Regions from separate parts of the Mus musculus genome. Here region 2 is linked to region 1. The links are chromatin contacts, called in public ChIA-PET maps. All regions are on one chromosome and are shown on one strand. Each heading gives the region's core, a stretch centred on a gene start, on an enhancer-like site or on the middle of the called end of the contact. The rest is flanking DNA. Distances are from core to core; before and after follow the strand shown. Region 1 holds the start of Glrx3 (glutaredoxin 3). Region 2 has its middle 38 kb from the start of Glrx3.

Region 1 (7,182 bases), core at 789-3,288:
GGGGAGCCAACGCCCTCTTCTAGCCTCTGAGGGCACTGCATGCTTGTGGTGGACAGCTGCTTGCAGGCGATACAGCAATACACATAAAATGATGAAAAAATAATAATAAAACAAAAAAGTAGACTTCAACCCACACCAACCCTGAAAAGCCTTGACATGGAAATGGCTGCACCCACAAGTGCTATTTAGTATTCTTTTTTTTTTTTTAAAGATTTATTTATTTATTATAAATACACTGTACACTGTAGCTGTCTTCAGACACTCCAGAAGAGGGCATCAGGTCTCATTATGGGTGGTTGTGAGCCACCATGTGGTTGCTGGGATTTGAACTTCGGACCTTTGGAAGAGCAGTCGGGTGCTCTTACCCACTGAGCCATCTCGCCAGCCCGTATTTAGTATTCTTGATGGCTTCCTATCCTTCCCCAGGTGTCACTCCCCAGGTGTCACACAGCATTTCCCATGACCCATTCTGAACAGTCACTGCAGACGGGAACACTGTCTCCCGAGTCATCTCAGGCAGACACCAGTGACAAGAATACATGCAGATGGGTTTGCGGTTTGTTGCTGTTCTTGTCTTGCCCCCCACCCCCCTTGAGAGGAAAGAAATGTTTGTTTCCTGATTTTTTACAATAGGGTCTCCTTATATACCTCTGGCTAGCCTGAAACTCACTATGAAGATCAAACTGACCTTGAACTTGCAGAATAAATGGCATGCTAACTTTTACCCACTAAGGCCTGTTTAACACATGAAACATAAAGACAAACTAAGCATGTGAAACACACACACATAAAAGAATCTTCTCAGACGATTTAAGTTCAAGCTTTTCAGGACATGTCCACACAAGCCCTCATCACTTCAGGAGGCCATCTCTGACGTCCTCCGAAACGCCTGGTAAACGACCTGGCTGGATCCATCAGAAGTCAGCTTCTACTTAATGTTACTCTCATTCTCCCTTTTTCTTTTCTTTGGGGGGAAAAAAATTTAAAATCAAGTAAACCTGAAATGCGAAAGGGTTGGAAAGGACTGGTTTTGTTGTTGATGAAGATGAGTTGTTGTTTTCGGTGCTAGAAGTTGAACTCAGGGTTTCTTGTGTATTAAGCACTAGCTACACTGCCAGCCTCTGAATGAGCTATTGTAATTCTCCTCCATACTGTATGGAGTAGCAGATGTCAGCCAGTCAATCTGCCACCTGCCCACTCTGCTCAGTGAGGATACCAAGGCCCCCACATTAGTGGAGAGAGCTTCCGGTACGCCAACCACAAAACAGAGCTTTAACAGAACCGGTCCATTCACCCGGGAGGAAGCCGAAGGGGAGGTTAGGAAACTTGCCCCAGGATTACAAGCACATAAGGGGCTAAGGAGAGGTTGGGGATCCCCGGCAGTGGGCCCTGAAACCCCTCCCTCACCACTCTGCATGCAGATCAAGGCAGGGCAGCATCCTAGAGCGCCGAGGTCCTGGTTTCCCACGCATCCCCAGGGCTGGCCTCAGGAAGGCTTGGCCAAAGGCGAGGCGCGCGCACCCGGCCGCCGCAGACCCTCCCTTAGCCGGCTGGTGGTTCAGGAAAGCCCGGGACCCTAGCTGGGCCTGCAGGCTGGTCGCCAGCCAAGGCTTCCTTCAGGAGGCGCCACATGCGGGTCTCCGGAGGGCAGGTCCATTGTGCACGCGGGCCGCCGCGGGCCGCTTCCCTAGGAGGGGCTACCGCCGCGGCCCAAGTAGGGCCGCCGTTGGACCACGAGCTCAGCTCCGGACGTGCCGCGTTGGGAAGCCGCCCCCAAGTCCCGTGACCCCCCGGCCCGCCGCCCTCTGGTCCCCGGGCCCTCTCGCCGCCCCCGCGTACTTGGTTTTGAGGCGCAGTAGCTCTTCAAACTGCTGGGCAGAGCCGACTTCCACCACTGCCACGGCTGCCTCGCCTGCCTCGGCCGCCCCCGCCGCCATGCTGTCTCCGCCAGACACCAGCAGTCGAGCGCCGGAGGCTCGATAGGGCCGGACGGACACGCGAGGAGGCTGCGCACGGGGAAGCCACGCCCGCTGAGATCGGGGGCCCACCCCTGACACACTATGCCACGCCCTCCGGCACTGAAGGTCACGCCCTCGGACTGGGAGAACTGGGAGGCTCTGGGTTGGGCTAGCGGAGCCTCCTTGCTTTGTATTGGTGTGCTAACTAGCTAGATGCCTTGGCCCCTGGCTGTTGTAGCTCTGGAGCTCAGAAACCTGTAATAGGAAGGGATGTAAGTATGTGTGTATTGTAAATTAGAGTGAAGTCAGAATAGAACATTGGCAAGCTGAAATCTCACATGAAGCTGCATAAAGATGAACTAGGAAGTCTTAAGACTAAAAAAACAATAGTGTCTGAGCACAACCCTGATAGTCCTTGTACCTCAGTCCTGGAGGAAACTCGAACTCTTCTAGAGGTGCCCTCAGAACCCCATAATCAACCTTCAGTACAACTCTGTGACACCTGTTAGCCGTTGCAGCCTTGACACAAGACCTAAATGGCTCGCCCCATTGCCTCTAAGAACCGTTAGGCTCCTTTTTAGAGTTCCTGCACCTTCCCACCCAGGCCCAGCCTCCATGACCCTCTTACTAGAAGCTTCCCTGTACGGGCAGTGACTCGCCAGTGGTATCTTCTCCACACTCTTTCCCATGCTAAGGCAGGAAGTTCCTTAAGTTTGAGTCCAGCCTGGGCTCTACAGTGAGTTCCAGGCCAGCCTGAGTAACAGTAACAGATTACAGATTGAAATATTTTCGATCGATTGGGAATTAAATATGTCCTTTTACCTCTGCTCACTGAGCCATTTTAAAGAACACAGGAGAGTTGCTTGCGGTGGCCACTCCTGTATCCTATTGGCAGCCCTGCTCCTATGATTACAAAAGCCCTGGAAGCTGTGTCACACACATCTTGAGAAACACCCCTACTAAAAATGTGGATCACAGTGCTCCAAATGCAACAGGACAAATTGTTCTGCTTCTTGGCTGGGGGGGGGGGGGGCAGAACCCCAAACTTAGGACTGTAAGAAAATAAACATACGCCAATACCAATAAAGCCATAGAAACCTCAGAAAGACATCAGGGTCACACGCGGACATTAACATCCTGATTATAGTATTGTATTACAGGTTTGCAAGGTGCGATGGGTTGTATATGCTCAGCCCAGGGAGTGGCACTATTAGAAGGTGTGGCCCTATTGGAGTAGGTGTGTCACTGTGGGTGTGTGCTTTAAGGCCCTCATCCTAGCTCCCTGGAAGCCAGTCTCCTCCTGGCTGCCTTTGGAACAAGTGGTGGAACTCTCAGCTCCTCCAGCCCCACATCTGCCTGGATGCTGCTATGCTCCCACCTTGGTGATAATGGACTGAACCTCTGAACCTGTAAGCCAGCCCCAATTAAATGTTGTCCTTTATAAGAATTGACTTGGTCGGGGCTGGAGAGATGGCTCGGCGGTTAAGAGCACTGACCGCTCTTCCAAAGGTCCTGAGTTCAAATCCTAGCAACCACATGGTGGCTCACAACCATCCTTAATGAGATCTGATGCCCTCTTCTGGTGTGTCTGAAGACAGCTACAGTGTACTTACATATAATAAATAAATAAATAAATCTTTAAAAAAAAAAAGAATTGACTTGGTCATGGTGTCTGTTCACAGCAGTAAAACCCTAACTAAGACACAAGGTTTTATCATTGGGAGACAGTACACACATTATCTCTGTCTCGACACACACATCCTTTATATTTTGAAACAAGTTTTCATGTAGGCCGTGACGGCCTAGAGTTGATTATGAAGCCAAGACTGGCCTTGAACTCACGACCTGCTTGCTTCTACCTCCAAAATGTTGGACTTATATGTATGTACCACCTAGTTGATAATAAACTTACCTACTATGTGTACCTAGTTGGTAATAAATGTATTATTGTTTTTATTGAAATACATTCTTAAGTGGCACAAGCTGACCTCCAATTTGCTGTGTAGCTGAAGTTTGTCGTGCTCTCCTGATCCCCCTGCCTCCACCATCCAAGTCCTGGGCTTACAGGCATGTGCTTCCAGACCCAGCATTTTTCTTTTTCATATTAAGTATATATGAATCTACATCTTTGAATAAAGAGTTGACTGAAAACAAAGACTGTAGAGAACTCTTTGGAGGTAAAATGCAAGAGAAAAGAGGGCCTGGCTTTAGTATGAAACCTTGCCTTCATAAAAGAATAAGAAATAAAATAAAGACTGGATACCCACTGGGATGGTTTGTATATTCTTGCACCAGGGGGTGGCACCATTTGGAGGTGTGGCCTTGTTGGAATAGGTGTGACCTAGTTGGAGTAGGTGTGTCACTGTGGGTGTGGGTTTAAGACCCTCACACTAGTTGACTGGAAGTCAGTCTTCCACTAGCAGCCTTTGGATGAAGACATAGAACTCTCAGCTCTGCTTGTGTCATGCCTGCCTGGATACTGTCATGCTCCCACCTTAACGATAATGGACTGAACCTCTGAACCTGTAAGCCAGGCCCAATTAAATGTTGTTTTTATAAGACTTGCCTTGGTCATGGTGTCTGTTCACAGCAGTAAAACCCTAACTAAGACACCCACTCTGATTGCTATATTTAAGTATATAAACTATATAGCTGAATGTGACATAGAGAAAGGTCTGCCCAAAGCTCCCCAAAGTGTGAGAGCTTGCTAGGCAAGAATGAGAGCTGGGGTGCTAATGGGAGGCCCTTCATTCTTTAACCCATTAGTTCCCCACCTGTGGGGTTTGACTTGTTTGGGCTCACATATCAGATATCCTCCATATCAGATACTTATGTTATAACTCACAACTGTAGCAAATTCACAGTTATGATGTGGCAGTGGAATACTTTTATGGTTAGGGAGTCACTACAGCATGAAGAACTGTATTAAAGGGTCGCAGCATAAGGAAGGTTGAGAACCACTGCTCTGTATCTGCTTCTTCCTGCCTTCAAAGAATTCAGACTGCCTCTGTCACATGAAGTTAGTAAAATTGTAATTCAGAGAGGAGATGTGTTGTAGAGTTCTTTTTTTTTTTAAGATTTATTTATTGTTATGTGTAAGTACACTGTAGCTGTCTTCAGACACACCAGAAGAGGGCATCCGGTCTCATTACAGATGGTTGTGAGCCACCATGTGGTTGCTGGGATTTGAACTCAGGACCTTTGGAAGAGCAGTCAGTGCTCTTACCCACTGAGCCATCTCTCCAGCCCTAGAGTTCTTTTTTTAAGGCTGCGTCACCCCACTCCCCATCTGTCAGTTTTACAAATTCTGGCTTTCCCTCTAAATGGAATTTGCTGCAAGTGGCAGACACAAGCTGCAGAGGGGCTCTCACTTTGGGAAAACCACAGGAAATATCCTGAGGAACTTTCCAATCACCCTTTCTGCAGTTACCACTGCTAATATTGATAACCCAAGAGGCCACAGGTGACTTCATGCCTAGAAAATGCTCTGACTTCAGCATCTAAGACTAGCGAGCTCAGGATGGGCCAAGATGCATTTTAGAAAGCTAATGTGTGGTATCTGAGATGGCTCAATGGGTAAGAGCACCCGACTGCTCTTCCGAAGGTCTGGAGTTCAAATCCCAGCAACCCCATGGTGGCTCACAACCATCCGTAATGAGATCTGACTCCCTCTTCTGGAGTGTCTGAAGACAGCTACAATGTACTTACATATAATAAATAAATAAATAAATAAATAAATAACAAATAAATCTTAAAAAAAAAAAAGAAAGAAAGAAAGAAAGCTAATGTGGCCAGGCAGTGGTGGTGGCACACACCTTTAATCCTAGCACTTGAGAGGCAGAGGCAGGCAAATTTCTGAGTTCAAGGCCAGCCTGGTCTACAGAGTGAGTTCCAGGACAGCCGGGGCTATACAGAGAAACCCTGTCTCGAAAAATTAAAAAAAAAAAAGTTCCCATAAAATCAGGCTCTGAGCGAGCCTGTAGAGCATTTTCTTAGTGATTAATGGGGGAGAGTTCAGCCCATTGTGGGTGGTACCATCCCTATGCTGGTGGTCCTGGGTTCTATAAGAAAGCACATTGAAGCTGGGCGTGGTGGCACATGCCTTTAATTCCAGCACTCTGGAGGCAGAGGCAGGAGGATTTCTGAGTTCGAGGCCAGCCTGGTCTACAAAGTGAGCTCCAGGACAGCCAGGGCTATACAGAGAAACTGTGTCTCGAAAAACAAACAAACAAAAAGAAAGCACATTGAGCAAGCCATGTTGAACAAGCCAATAAGCAGCACCCCTCCATGGTCTCTGCATCAGATCCTGCCTCCAGGATCCTGTCTTGTTTGAGTTCCTGTCCTGACTTCCTTCAGGGATGAACAGTGATATAGAACTGAGTTAAACAAACCCTTTCTTCTCCAACTTTGCTTTGGTCATGGTGTTTTATCACAGCAACAGTAACCCCAACTAGAGGTTACTTTTGTAAAGGACACTCGGCTTTTCTCTGTGCAGGTGGAAAAATCAACATAGGAAAGCAAGAGATTGGAGCTGATCTGGGCCTATGTCCCTGGAGAGTTATTCTGGGTACAACACTCACTTTTGCCTGATGCCTTTTTAGGAGCTGGGATTCCTACCTGAGAGAATGTGACACCTGAACCTCCAACCCCCTCTGGTAAGATGCTATCCTGTGCTGTGGGATTTGCCTGGCTAGAAACAGCCCTCCCAGCAAAGCAGCTGCTTCTAACCTGCAGATTAAGACAATGAAGCTGCCCCCAGGAGCACTGTGGCACTGTGAGGTATTTCTGGAGCATAGAAACAAGCAGGACCTGGGATTCCGGCTAGAGAGCTAGAGTCCTTGCCCAGGAGTGAGGAGGCAGCCAGAGAACTCCATCTTGTGTTTGCAATCAACTGTGGTACATATGCATGCGCGCGCGCGCGCGCGTGTGTGTGTGTGTGTGTGTGTGTGTGTGTGTGTGTGTGTGTGTGTGTTTCTGACACAAAGCCTCACTGACCTGGAAATCTCCAAGTGTGCTAGGCTGACTTGAGAGTGAGCCCCAAGGATCTAGATGTATGTCTCCCCATCTCTATCCCCACCACCGGGATTACAAACCGGCCACCACAGCCATCTTTTTTTTTCAAGTGGGTTCTAGGCATCTAGAATTTATGCCCTCAAGCTTACAAGGCAACCTCTGAGCACCTTACCCACTGAGCTGTCACTCAGCCTTCAACTGTGTTGGGGCG
Region 2 (7,440 bases), core at 1,815-4,314, 39 kb before region 1:
AACCTGTCTTGTTTTGTTTTGTTTTGTTTTGTTTCTCCTTTGAAATATTCCGTTTCAGAAAGACTAGAATTGGGACACACACACACACACACACACACACACAGAGGCCCCTGTGTATACCACCAGCCCTGCCTCCCATCCTTCTGTGGCCACGCCTCCCACCATTCCATGACCACTCCCTCCCTCACTCCCTTGGCTATTGTAGCTAAACTTTGCATGGAGAGAGATAAATGGATATCTCCCTCCAGACAGGGTGCCAGCAACAGACCAAAGAGCCAACACCCCCAACGTCTACCTTAACTAATCATTACATTTAACTGGAGTTACTTATAGGAACATGAACAGTTTATGGGCAGCCACACCTCCAAAGAAGAGTGCCCCTAACTGTTCATCAATTATATCCTTCTCTCGAGTACACCCTCCTGAGCCGTACCCTATCAGGCCCACCAGCCTTGAGGGAATGTTAGTGGCCAAGGATCTTATGCAGATAGTTGGAACTGCTGATGATTTTGAGACGGCCATGGTCGTATCGTGCCCAGAGAGCAGAACTCCGCAGCAGATATAAAATACCGGTAAGCACCCCCTGACATGAACGAATGGCTAGACAAAAGAATAAGCAGGGTAAAGGGATGAATATCCAAAATTTTCCCAACAGAACCTCAGTTTTGCACCTCCCCCTAAAGATGCCTGCCCTTCAGGTGTGAACTGTCTCCAAGCAACACAGCATGGAAAGGGGAAGAGAGTTGCGTCACCGTGAAGACATCCACAAACTTCTTCAGGCCGTGACAGATCATAGGGACAGTACCATCTCATGATGCAATGAGACTGTGGCACCTTATTCTATGGCGTGTCCTCTGTGAAGTGGAGCTGGGAATAGGGGTGAGGTGTTCCACATATACACCTGAAAGCCTAGGTTAGGCTGATGGCTATCCACCAGGTAAGCTTCACTCCAGAGGGTGGATGCTGGCTCCCGCAGGGTGCAAATCAGCAGTGCCATCTAGGTGGCTTCCAAGGACCAGGAGATTGGGGGCAGGGTGAGTGGGGGTGAGGATTAGCTCTGGTATTCGAATAGGAGGCAGCCACACAGGTCTGTGAACGCTGCTCCCCAGCTAGTCAACCTAGATTTTCCACACGCTTTCTCTGTAAAGGAAAAAGGGAGGTAGAATTTCAAAACAAGCGGTTCCAAGACTCGCGCGGAGGCGAGGCGGGAGGGACACACCACCACCGCACTCCTGTCCATGCTGTGCTAACCTTGGTCCTCGCGCGCCCCCTGGTGCCCAAAGTTCGCTCTTGCAGACTGCGCGGTTGATCGGCCCGCGGTGCGCAGCGACCTCGCGTGGACACACACGGTCACCACCTGCCGCTGCCTCCTACAGCCAGGAGCTGATTGTGACATTCATAGACCAGTGGTGACCAGCTACAGAGGATACCAGGCTAGTTCCTGCAAAGTTACAAGTAGACATCGGGGACAGAGAAGCTGAGTTAGCACAGGAAAGCCCGCATTGCCTACCATTACCCGCCTTGGGGTTGAGGAGTGACCGCTCCCCCAAGCCGTGTCTGGACACCAAGGGCCTTCAACAGTCAAGGACAGGGACTCCAGTCAGTCAGGCCGGGATCCAACCTTGTCCTGACACTAACATCTCAGAACTAGGCTAGAACTGGGCCAGCTAGGCAGCCACACAGGGAGCAATTGGACATCCCTGGACCATCGGGGATCCAACAGTGTGGGGATGAGCCCTCCAGAGTGGCCCATTTCCCAACTTACTGCTCCAGGAGCAGGCTGTGTTAATGGGGCATGCACTCATCTCTGCAGACCTTCAAACCACAGGCAATGCTGGTTTCTTGCAGCTGTGCATCCTCCCTTGTGCATACCAAGGCCTTGAGGAGAAAGAATGTAGATCAAAACTCAAAGGAGGTGCCAATCAGCGCTGGGGGAAACTAGCACCCAGAGGGTTACTTTCTAATTCATGTAGTAGCTATCTGTCGAGGTGCCTGGTCAGGGATCATCTGTTTGGTCCTGTGTTTGGGAACTCAAGCCTATGCTCCCGGCTGCTGGAAGTGCACACCCCACCTTCTGTAGAGTTATCCTCAGCTTTGGCTTCTCTTATGCCAATGAAGAAGATCCAGCCCCTCTCATCCTCTACCTACCATTGACCTGGACCCTTGAGAACTACAACTGTCCTCCCCCTCAAGCTACATAATTGGACTATAACTCCACATCCTGTCGGGGATACGAGGTCAATTGGAAGCATGGCTGGAGATCTAGGGTCAAATCCCAGCTACACCAAGTACTGTGACCTTGTGCAGTTTGTTTAACCTATTCCCCCCTCTACCGTAGTGTTGAGACAGCAGTGACTCCCGATGAATTGAGTGCTTGGGTCACTGCCTGACAATACCATGTGTGTTGGCTGTTTTAAACCAGCTATAGGTATAAAGTGTGCTCTGTCAGGAAGGATCCCTGAACAAGGCTTCCCCCATGACAAGTGGCACTGACAGTCAAATGCAGAGTCCATGAACTCCTTGGTCAGGTGTAGGGAGAGAGCCACAGAAGATCCCAGCAGGCTAGCCCATTCTCCACCATGACACATGATGGGAAGAATCTTTGCCTGTGGCCTGAGCATCCCCAGGCTGTGCACGCAGAGGACTCTGATGCTGTCGCCCCCAACCTCCTGTCTCACTTCTAGATTCACCATAGGTGCAGCAGCTTGGTAGCAGAGCTTTCTTGATGGCAGTAGGACCATATCCCAGTATAGAATCCTAGTGCACCATGATGCATGGAAGCTCAGGTCCAGAGCAAGACCCAACAAGGTCACAGGGTAAGTGGTATAGCTGGGATTTGGCCCTGGGTCTCCTGGCTCCTAAGGCCCCTCCTCACCCTACCCCCAGGATGTGAGGAGTCAACAGCTCACTTGTGTATCTTGAGAGACACGACAGTTACAGTACTCCAGGATCAAGGCCGACGGTGGTCAAAGGGTGTGAAGAAACCACAGGCTACACCCGGCAGAGGTGTCAGCTCAACAACCACATCTCCCTATCAAGTGGCAGTGATGTTGCAGAGAGCAAGAACATCCTGAGCACGGCAGCCCCAGAGCTTGCGACTTTGGTGAGATGCGTGTCTTGTTTATACTAACCCTCCCCTTTCACCAAGATACCGGAAGCAACCCACCCACTCACAGTCCGTGTCCTGCTCATCCCACACCAAAGGAAGAGTGTGAAGGGGGCACGCAGACCAAGCTAGACCCACTCAGTGCAGTATTCCCACCGTTCATTCCCACAGAGGCTATGCTAGACAAGTGTGCCTTATACAAGTTAAGCATTCTTGTGCTGTGTTTAAGAATCACTGTGCAGGTCGAATCCACTGTCTCCTGCGTGAGATACGTTTCGACCCGGAGCGTGATTCTTGGGTGCACGCCAAATCGGGAATTGAGTGGGGGTTTCCCCACTGGGTTCTTTCATTTGGAGGTCCCACCGAGATCTGTGTGACACCCAGGAACCCCGAAAGACCCCTTGGAGGTATGTTTGTTTCTGTGTGTCTTACATGTTGTCTGTTGTCTAAGTGTGGCACCGCTGAATTTGTGTCTTGGTTTGTGAATTTGTGCCTTGGTTTTTCAGATCTGAGATTGTGAGTTTGTGTCTTGGTTTTTCAGTTCTGAGATTGTGAGTTTGTGTCTTGGTTTTTCAGTTCTGGGATTGTGAGTTTGTGTCTTGGTTTATGAATTCATGCCTTAGTTTTACGGTTCTGAGATCGTGGGTTCAAGTCCCACCTCATGTCTTGGTTTTTCAGTTGTGAGATTGTGGGTTCAGGTCCCACCTCGTGTCTTGGTTTACAGTTCTGGGATTGTGGGTTCGAGTCCCACAGCCTGGTTCCCCAGTTCTGGTATTCTGTATTCTGGCAGCTGCCACTGTGGGCCGTAAGGACCCAGTAGCCACGGGAGGGAGACGTCCAGAGGCCCCGAAAGCTGCAACCTCTGGAAGATGTTCCAAGGGTGAGGGACAGTCCAGAAAGGTCTGACTGTCATCTGGCAGAGTGAGGAACGAATGTGCTTAGATACTGGTGGGTTTTTTTTCTCTGTTGCTGTCTTGTTTGTGTTGGTGGTTTTCGTCATGGGACAGACTGTGTGTGTGGTGCCAACTGTGGACTTGGACTGACGTTAGGACAGAATTTGTCAGTGATAGGTAAGAAAAACAACTCGGCACAGCCGCACGCAGCCGCAGGGCGGGACTGAGAACTCCCGGCTTCGGCAGCAGCAGTGCTGCGCCACGTGGGAAACCATGGCCCAGGGGGGAACACCGATGTGGAGGTTTTCCCGGGGTGCCGGGCCCCACCACCACCACGCATTTCACCGCCTGCGGGATAGGCAAGAAAAGAAAGAGGGGCGAGGCCCGCGGGGCCCCACGCCGGCCCCGCCTGGCTTCCTAGGCCGTGATGCCTGCTGGAGAGGGGCCAACTAGAGTCGCCCTCTGCCGCCTTTTCCCCCCTCCCTGAGTTGGCCCGAGGGAGACATCTGCCCACTTAAAACTTCTGTCCCAGGTAAGGAGTACCTACAAGTCTAATCACCAGGCTCTGACAAAAGTGTATAGAGGTCTAGAAAAAAGTGAGCTTAGATTGTAAGGAAGAGCAAAGCTCCAGCAGACTCAGGAGAGACAGTGAAAATAGAGATGAAGGAGATTAGAGGTCTGAGATGAGAGAGATACTCTGAATGAGAAATATTTAGAGTAGAACCAGTAAGAGGCAGAGAAGGCATATTGCGAGGAGGGGGGGGGGGCGAGAGGCAGAAGAAAGAGAAAACAGGAGGGATCGTAGACAAGAAAGAAATTTGACTAGAAACTTGGCCACAGTGGTAGGAGAGAAAGAAAAGACAGGATCTAGACAGGAAACCTGGGCAGCAGAAGACCAAGCCTCAGCTAAAAAGGCTCGGCTGTGTCAGACTGAAGTTACTTATTTGGGATACACCCTTCAAGACCGGAAGTAGTGGCTAAAGAAAGCCAGAAAAAAGACTGTAACTCAGATCCCCACCCCAACTACACCAAGGCAAGTAAAAAAAATTCTTGGGCACCACTGGTTTCTGCAGGCTCTGGATACCTGGGTTAGCAACTTTAGTTGCCCGTTGTACCCCCTAACCAAGGAAGGGGAGGTGTTTGTGTGGACCTCAGATCACCAGAAAGCCTTTAAAGAAATGAAAAAGGCCCTACTGATGGCCAGCCTTTGCCTGACCTAACCAAGCCTTTCACTCTTTATGTGGAAGAGAGACCAGGGGTCGCCAGAGGAGTCCTTACTCAGACTTTAGGACTTTGAAAAAGGCAGTGGCTTACCTATCCAAGAAGTTAGACCCTGTTGCCAGCAGGTAGTTTTCTTGCCTGAAAGCTATTGCTGCCATAGCTCTGCTTGTCAAAGATGCTGATAAGCTCACTCTGGGACAGCAAATAACTATAGTGGCACCCCACACTCTTGAAAGAATTATCTGAAAGCCCCCTGACTGATGGATGACGACCAATGCTCCTGTGACACATTATCAGAGCTTTTTGTTGACTGAACGAGTGACCTTCGCTCCACCTGCTGTCCTCAATCTTGATACCCTACTGCCCAAGACTTCACCTACTCATCACTGCGCTGACGTTCTGGCAGAAGAAATTATCTGAAGGATCAGATCAGCCTTGGCCTGAGAGTTCGAGCTGGTACATGGATGGCAGTAGTCTCCCGGTTGAAGGACTGAGACGGCCAATGTGATAGCCAAGAAGATCCTAGAAGAAATCTTCCCGAGGTTTGGGATACCCAAGGTAATCAGGTCCAATAATGGACCTGCCTTTGTTGCCCAGGTAAATCAGGGACTGGCCAAGATATTGGGGATTGATTAGACGTTACATTGTGCATACAGGCTCCAAAGCTCAGGACAGATAGAAAAGATGAATAGAATTCTAAGAGACTGGTGCAGATTTGGTGCTCCTTCCCCATGCCCATCACTGTCTTAAACCTACATGTTGTTGTAATAATAATCTATATGCTAAGTTAAAAGGCTTGCAGGTGGTGCAGAAAGAAGGCTGGTCACAATTGGCTACAGCGAACAAGCCGGGTACCACAAAAGACATCTCAACAGTTCCAGCCAGAGATCTGATCCACGTATACCTACATCATGCCCAGACCCTCAAGCTTCACTAGAAGGGTTCCTGCCTAAATCTGTCTACTATCCCTTCTTATTCTGTTTTTGTTCTTAACCTTTGGCCCATGTTATGATTTCTATTCTCCATATAGAGATAGAGACTTCTAAAATTCTAAGATTAGAATTACTTAGTAGAAGAAGAGGGGAATGAAAGGAAATAAAACTTGAGACCTGTGATTCATGTAAAAAAAAAAAAAAATCACTGTGCACACCAGACAGCAAGAAAACACCCATGCTCGGGCTGTCCTAATTCATGACTCTGTACAGCGCATCCAGACAGCAAGTGAACCAACCCAGCCACAAAACCTTCTACCTACAGTTTGTCCTGCCTGAAGAGACCAGCGAGACTTCATCGGCAACTGATGGAGCAGACACAGAGTACCACAGCCAAACTTTAGGCAGAGCATGGGGAGTCCTGTTGAGGAGGGGGAATGACAGTTTGGAGGAAAGAACCAGAAGGGTCAGGGACACACCACGAGACCAGTCCACAGAAGCAAATGGCAGGGACTCATGGGCCTCACAGAGATCACGGAGACTGTAGGGGTCTGACTTACAGTCTACATATATACTATGACTGGGTCGCTTGGTGTTCTTGTGGCACTCCTAACAGTGGGAGTGGGGACTGTCCCTGACTCTTTTGCCTACTTGTGGGACTCTTCCCCCTCCCCTTACTAGGTTGCCTTGCCCAGCCTTGATGTGATGGTATGTGCCTGGTCTTATGATACAGCTTGTTGTGCCATGTTTGGTTGATTCCCTGAGAGGTCTGCTCTTTTCTGAGGGGAGGGGGACCCGGGGGAGAGGTACAGCAGGAGGGATGGGAAGAGGCTGAGGGAAGAGAGGGAGGGGAAACTGTTGCTGGGACGTAATAGATGAGAGAAGAATAAAAAGAAATCCACAAGCGAAGAGGATGCTGGGAGAGAACTCCATTTCCATTCTACCTTTAGAGATGCGTCCTTCCTGCTACCTGAACAAGGGGCCACAGCTCACACAGCAGATGATGCGTGCAAGCTCCACAGGAATCAGAGGCTCCTTCTCAGGAGATGGACAAGAACAGCCCTGAAGAGGACCTCCAGGGAACTCCAGACATCAGGTCTCGGCTGTGGGTGTCAGGAGGGGCAACACCCGCCATTACTCCCCAGTGTCCTCCAATGCCCTCTTCCTCGTGTGCATACTTATGTCCAAGTGCATTTACTGTCTGTGCCACAGAGTACACACTGGGACAGAACACTGGTGCCAGGCTGTCCTGTGGCCACCACCCCTAAGCCTAGGCCTTCATCCAAGA

Evidence for each region. ChIA-PET counts read pairs in DNA pulled down with a chosen protein or histone mark.
Region 2: a contact with region 1 is called in an RNA polymerase II ChIA-PET map of effector CD8 T cells, with 12 read pairs. The contact joins the enhancer-like site here to the promoter of Glrx3 in region 1. A contact is called at or near these places in 6 of 484 Hi-C or Micro-C datasets (CD4 T cells, the HPC-7 cell line, embryonic stem cells and 3 more), 6 of 115 datasets of contacts at active chromatin or transcription factors (the SCID.adh cell line, effector CD8 T cells, embryonic fibroblasts and 1 more) and 2 of 9 other capture datasets (liver and pancreatic islet).

Annotation. Positions count from the first base shown.
Region 1 is chr7:137,432,429-137,439,610 of GRCm38.p6, reverse strand. It overlaps Glrx3 (glutaredoxin 3), which reads right to left and starts at 2,038. Exons shown (of 11, transcript NM_023140.5): 1 at 1,840-2,038. The coding sequence starts at 1,937.
Region 2 is chr7:137,472,310-137,479,749 of GRCm38.p6, reverse strand. No RefSeq gene overlaps it. Among named protein-coding and RNA genes, the nearest start is that of Glrx3, 38 kb to the right of the region's middle. Within about 2 kb of position 3,064, at least 4 of the 459 cell types and tissues checked have an H3K27ac peak or open chromatin away from gene starts, as enhancers often do. A contact at or near this core is called in effector CD8 T cells, where this site is marked.